Linked DNA regions of Mus musculus: region 2 is linked to region 1. The links are chromatin contacts, called in public promoter capture Hi-C maps. All regions are on one chromosome and are shown on one strand. The core of a region is the stretch at or near the end of the contact, and the rest is flanking DNA. Distances in the headings are between cores, read along the strand shown.

Evidence for each region. Promoter capture Hi-C pulls out the DNA fragments that hold promoters and counts their contacts.
Region 2: a promoter capture Hi-C map of the HPC-7 cell line shows a contact between it and region 1, with 7 times the contacts expected there. The contact joins the enhancer-like site here to the promoter of Arhgap15os in region 1. A contact is called at or near these places in 9 of 39 promoter capture datasets (3T3-L1-derived adipocytes, the HPC-7 cell line, cranial neural crest and 5 more) and 2 of 9 other capture datasets (adipose tissue and liver).

What each region holds. Positions count from the first base shown.
Region 1 is chr2:44,063,981-44,066,687 of GRCm38.p6, reverse strand. It overlaps Arhgap15os (Rho GTPase activating protein 15, opposite strand), which reads left to right and starts at 1,364. Exons shown (of 3, transcript NR_040622.1): 1 at 1,364-1,454. Arhgap15 (Rho GTPase activating protein 15) reads right to left here. Exons shown (of 14, transcript NM_153820.3): 8 at 1,581-1,704.
Region 2 is chr2:46,496,481-46,499,187 of GRCm38.p6, reverse strand. No RefSeq gene overlaps it. Among named protein-coding and RNA genes, the nearest start is that of Gm13470, 55 kb to the right of the region's middle. Within about 2 kb of position 1,342, at least 1 of the 459 cell types and tissues checked has an H3K27ac peak or open chromatin away from gene starts, as enhancers often do. A contact at or near this core is called in the HPC-7 cell line, where this site is marked.

The sequences.
Region 1 (2,707 bases), core at 115-2,614:
TCTTCTTTTCATAAAATTTTTTTTCTAAGAAACATTCTAACACTTTTCATGTAATTACTGTTCAGTGCTGCATCTGTCAGCCTCAGTTTCTCAAACATGCTTTTGCGAATCCTCCCCCCCACCCCCCACACACACACACTGCTTCAGGGTTTAAAAGCATGTTAAGTTTTCTTCCACAACGGCAATTAAATATCAGATTTCAGATCTGATAATCACTGCATCACAAACTCTTGTGCATTTACAACAAAATATTTACATAATTAACATTAAGTATTGACTCATAACTGAATCCTAACTCTGTAAGGCTGTGTTAGATATGTTACCTTATACCTCATCCCAGGTGCAACAAAAGACAGAAACTCAAGAAGTAAAGGAAACTACTATTGAATTTAAATTAACTCCAAATAATAGCCCTTAAAAAGGCACAGATGAGTCTTCACCAACACCCCATGGACTTTGTGGCCATAGGCAGTTACAACCTTCTTAAACAGCAGCATTAAGCAGATGATTTGCTGAATCAGTCTCTGGTAGCTGGAGAAAACTATGGCAGAGGCCCCTTAACAGTTAGTTCCCTCTTTTCAAAAGGATCTCAATTCAACATCTCCTGTAGCCTCTAGAACGGTGGGTCTTAATCATTCATCTTTGAAAGAGATGTTGCCACGCATACACTACCACATCTTTTCTAATGACGCATATGTGTTATAAACAAATATATTCATTTACCGTACATTTTTATTTACACCTCATGTACTGGTGTTTCTGTAACTTACTGACTTGTCCTTAAGTTTCAAAAACTAGGATATAAATATATTTCCATGTAGAAAAAATGGTTAAAAATAGCTGGGTGGGAGGTTTAAGGAAGTTGCTATAATTTTAAAGACAGAATTAGCTGATATGAAATATATCTACATGTCCTTTCAGAAGTCTAGTGCTTAGTTTTCCTGTGTGGATTACATGTGGCATGTTGTAATCATCCCCTTTTGTTGAGGAAGAAGCAGGCTGGCTAAAGAAATAAGTTTCGAAGAGCATAATGTAAGTGATATAAGTTATTGTTATTCCTAATCAATTGCGTTGGAAGCAGAACTCACCGTAACTTCGATAACCACTTCATTCAGGTCTCAGGTTTCCTGTCCACTCTGGAATGTATATTTCTAAATTTCCCTGGTTTTCTGGAAGTGTGGACTGGTGCAAAAGCTGTTGGTTTAGTTGGGCCAACTCTGATGGTCACTCTTGTCTTTTAATGTATGAAAATCAAATGGTCAGCATGCCAGATGCTTGACATTTCCCACTCTCAAAATCAATCACCAATCTGAACTCTGTGGCGATTACTCAGAGATTCAGAGGTTTGCTGTAAGCAGAGACCATGACCTTGGAACAATTATTTTCTCAAAAGATATTACCAACAATGATGTGAGCCGAATGCCCAGACTGCCCTCCAGCGCATGAATCCCTAGGTAAGAAATGGCTACGAATCTTCCAAAGTAGCCTGGCTTTGGCTTAAATCTCATTTTAATACATTTATATTTCATAAGCTCTGCATTTAGACAGAGGTAAAAGGAGCAGTCAAAGAAAACACTTACTGAAGGACTTCCTGTGTTCTGGTTTCTGTTCTTTTCTATCGATGTGGCAGTGACTCGGCAGTTCAGAACTTGAGGATCTCTGCAAATTGAACAACTCCAGGGACCCACAACTTGGATTCTTTGGCTAGAAATAATAGAGAGTACCTTTTACTAGGAAGAAAGAATACGCGAGTTTTGTGTCTTATCTTGATGCTAAATTTAACCGGTCTTTTGAGTAAGTTAATTTTTGTGTGTGTGTGTGGCTGGGTAACGGCCTGTATTCTAAGCACAGTGTTTATACTGATTCATGCATCCAAATAGTGCTTACTAAATGCTATGAATTATTCAAAGAACTGTACATATATCAACTCAGTTAATCCTCTCAGGAATTCAGCAGGGCCCACACATAGACAACATTACTAGTTCTGAGAAAACAGACAAGGAAAAGATATAGAAGAAGAAAAAACATCTTTCCCAAACTATGCATCGAGTAAATACGAACAGTGTTTAAAGTTTTTCTGGCCTTATATTGTATACTTAAAGATAATAATCCATGTTTTGTTGTCTATATATTGGGGATTCTGTTGATAGTATGGAAAGACAATTTTAATTTGTACAGTTTGATCTTTTAAGAGATATAATGAAAGGTTTTAAATACATTATCCTGTTTTAGAGCATACTAAGAGTTCTCAAGAATATTTTTCCATTATATATTTACATAAGTGAAATAAAATTAAGTCAATAAAAAAGTTTTAAATAATTTAAGCCTTAAAAAACATGTAATCTGAATGCATACTTTGAGCTATTTTTCTAACGTTCTAGGTATTTAATTTTTTTTTTGAGAAGATCATTCTAGCTTAGTTGGAAAATAATAACATTACATGTGAATGATTTTTCCTTGTGGTATTATAACAGTAACTATGGTCATAGATACAAAGATACTTAATTTCCAGAATAACATATGTCAGATACTACAACAAGCAGAAAATATAGTTTTCAAGCACCTGAGTGCTTTTTACAACCTCCAGAAAAAGGAGACCATGCTCTATTCCAGAATAAGAACAGTGCTCGTTTGAAAGATGAAATGATGTCTACCTCACAAATCTTGACGGAAGGAACATTCCTTATGCTTTCTATTAAGCTTAAAA
Region 2 (2,707 bases), core at 93-2,592, 2.4 Mb before region 1:
TATTTAGGACTGAATTGGTTTCAATCAACACATGGATGTGATGAAAACTAAAGAATCACCAAAAACTACTCATGTTTGGTAATATAGGGTTTTTTCTATAGTTCATGGCTCTTGTGGAAAGAATCACAGGGCCACAATGGGAAATTTTCATTTAAACTTCATATGTATATGTATACTGAGAGTTGTACCTATTATGCAATTTTAGGTAGATAATAGGATGTCATATTACTATTTCAAACATTCTTACTCTTACCTTACTTTCCTCCCTCCTTTTTCTTCTTGATTTGTCTCTCTTGCTCCTTCCTAATGAAAACTGTGAATTTCATAGAGTGTAGGAGGTGCATGGGAGGGTTGAAGAGAAGGAAGAGGAAGGGATAAATAATATAATTATTTTATAACATCAAAAAATTACTAAAAAGAAAAGCATTCCAGTGAAGTAGTGTGGTATTCTTAAAAATCCAAGAAGAGTGACTGCTCCAACCAAGAAAATTATGAAACTTAATTAATGATAGATTATATAATGAATTCAGGAAGCCTCTGTCTTTGTCTTTGGCTGAACATTTCTCTGGACTTACCAAGATTATCAATGTAAAATTATTTGTTTATGTGGGAGAATGAAGGAATACCTGAATGAATTTAGTCTTCATGTAATATATATAGGTGATTTGAGCACATTCATTTCAAAGAACCCGAAGGATCAAACACATGGGAAAATGTTCAAGTACAACTCCCTGGGTAGGGTTCAGGGATGAGGCTCTAAGTGATGACAAAATCTACCTCTGGTCTTTACGCAGATGGTTGGGTTCAGAAACACTACACTTCTCCAGATATTTACATCTTGAAGATTTTTTTCCTTACAGAGACATCTACCAAAATCAGCTAAAACTGCCTCCGAAATCCAGCCCTCCCTCCTCGATTCAGCTGTATACTAAACCATCACCTTGCTCTTCAACTGTATATAATAAGCACATGAGCTTCTGGAGTGCACCGGTTTGTCCATCACAGTGCACAGTCTATTTGCTCCCAAGTTTTCTGTACGTCATTGTGTCGGTGGATTTTGTAGAGACATGTTAAACAAGCAACGTGATTGTTTTGCCAAGAGATCACATTCAAACACCTTCTACATCTAAATGGAATACAGACAGACTTTTAGGATATATTTCTAATCTCTAAAAATGTAGGTAAAGTATGTTTTAGAAGGAAGCAGTCATTTTCAAAAGTGACATCTAATTAAGGGCAAGACAAAGTGATGAATCAGAGAAAGACTTGACAGAATGACTGAGAGATAGCATCTGCCCAACTCTGATAAGAACAGTGCAGGGAGAGAGTGTCAGTTATGTCGAGTTGGTAAATTAAAAGGCAGTGCAGTGGAGTGGAGGTTGTTACAGTTCCATTCATGGAGTTCAGAGGCAGTTTTTTGTTTTATTGTTTTTTTTTTTTTCATGATGGTTTTACAGAGATGTGTTGACAGTGAAGACAGACCAAGCCAGACAGTGAGAAGGAGCTACAAGATTAGAACAACTTGCCAGAGCTAGTTTGAGGCAAAGCAGAGAAATGTAGTCTGAAGCCAAGAGAAACCAATTTATATTGGTCAGACTGGAGAAGAATTGAACCAGCCAGGCAGAGTACAGAAAGAACTAGAATGTTTGAGCTTACTCAGTAATACGTTTCCAGGATGACAGTTATCTCAGTCAAATAAAAGTTACTTTTATAGGATGTGTGCTTTCTTCCTTCTCCCACTTTCCTGTCAGATTCTTCCTTGGAGCCATGCTGAACGATACGTAAATAGCAAAATATTTTCTAAATGTAAGGCTTATTTATTTGTTTATTTTACTTTTTATACGTATAATTACTCAGGAATTTCATCTCTACCAGGTATGAACTGCAAAGTAAATCTTTCAAACAAGTTAGTGATGATGGATCTGCATGAAAAATAAGGACTGTGAATAGGGAGTGCATGGGAAACATGCCCTTTGTTTGTTTGTTTGTTTGTTTTGTTTTGAGACAGGGTTTCTCTGTGTAGCCCTGGCTGTCCTGGAACTCAGTCTGTAGACCAGGCTACACTCGAACTCAGAAGTCCACCTGCCTCTGCCTCTGTCTCCCAAGTCATTTTATATATATATATATAAACTGAAGTAAATGTTGGGAATAAATGACTTTTTTGAACAGAATTATAATCCCTTGAAAGGACCATGGCATGACGTACATTTGTGTGGTCTTCTGTATGAAACAGAGAAGATTTCTGTTATTAAATAATTTTTTGGATATTGTTGATCAGAAACCATAAGATGAGAGTTATTTTAGGCTTTTATGAACACTTTACATTAAAGAAAATTAAGATAGTTATAGAACTGTCTTATGTGGAGTTCATTGACATAATGCAAACAGATGGATTCTGAGCATTGCTCATCCACTATCTATCATAGAATATCTATAATGTCATGATTAAGCCAAACAATCATTGCTGATTGATTGTAGAGTAATCATAATTACATATTTCTATCAAAGTGAAATAATAGAGTAAGGGAAATACTAGACTATAAAATATGATTCCTGAAATTATTATTACAAATCTATGTTATTTGTATCAAATCAAAAGTGTCCAGAGAAATAAATTAAATACAGGAAAGACAAGAAAAAAGTTTACCTTTAAATATTTGCATATCAATGTTTACAGGAATAATTGGAAACTGTACAAAAGTTCTGA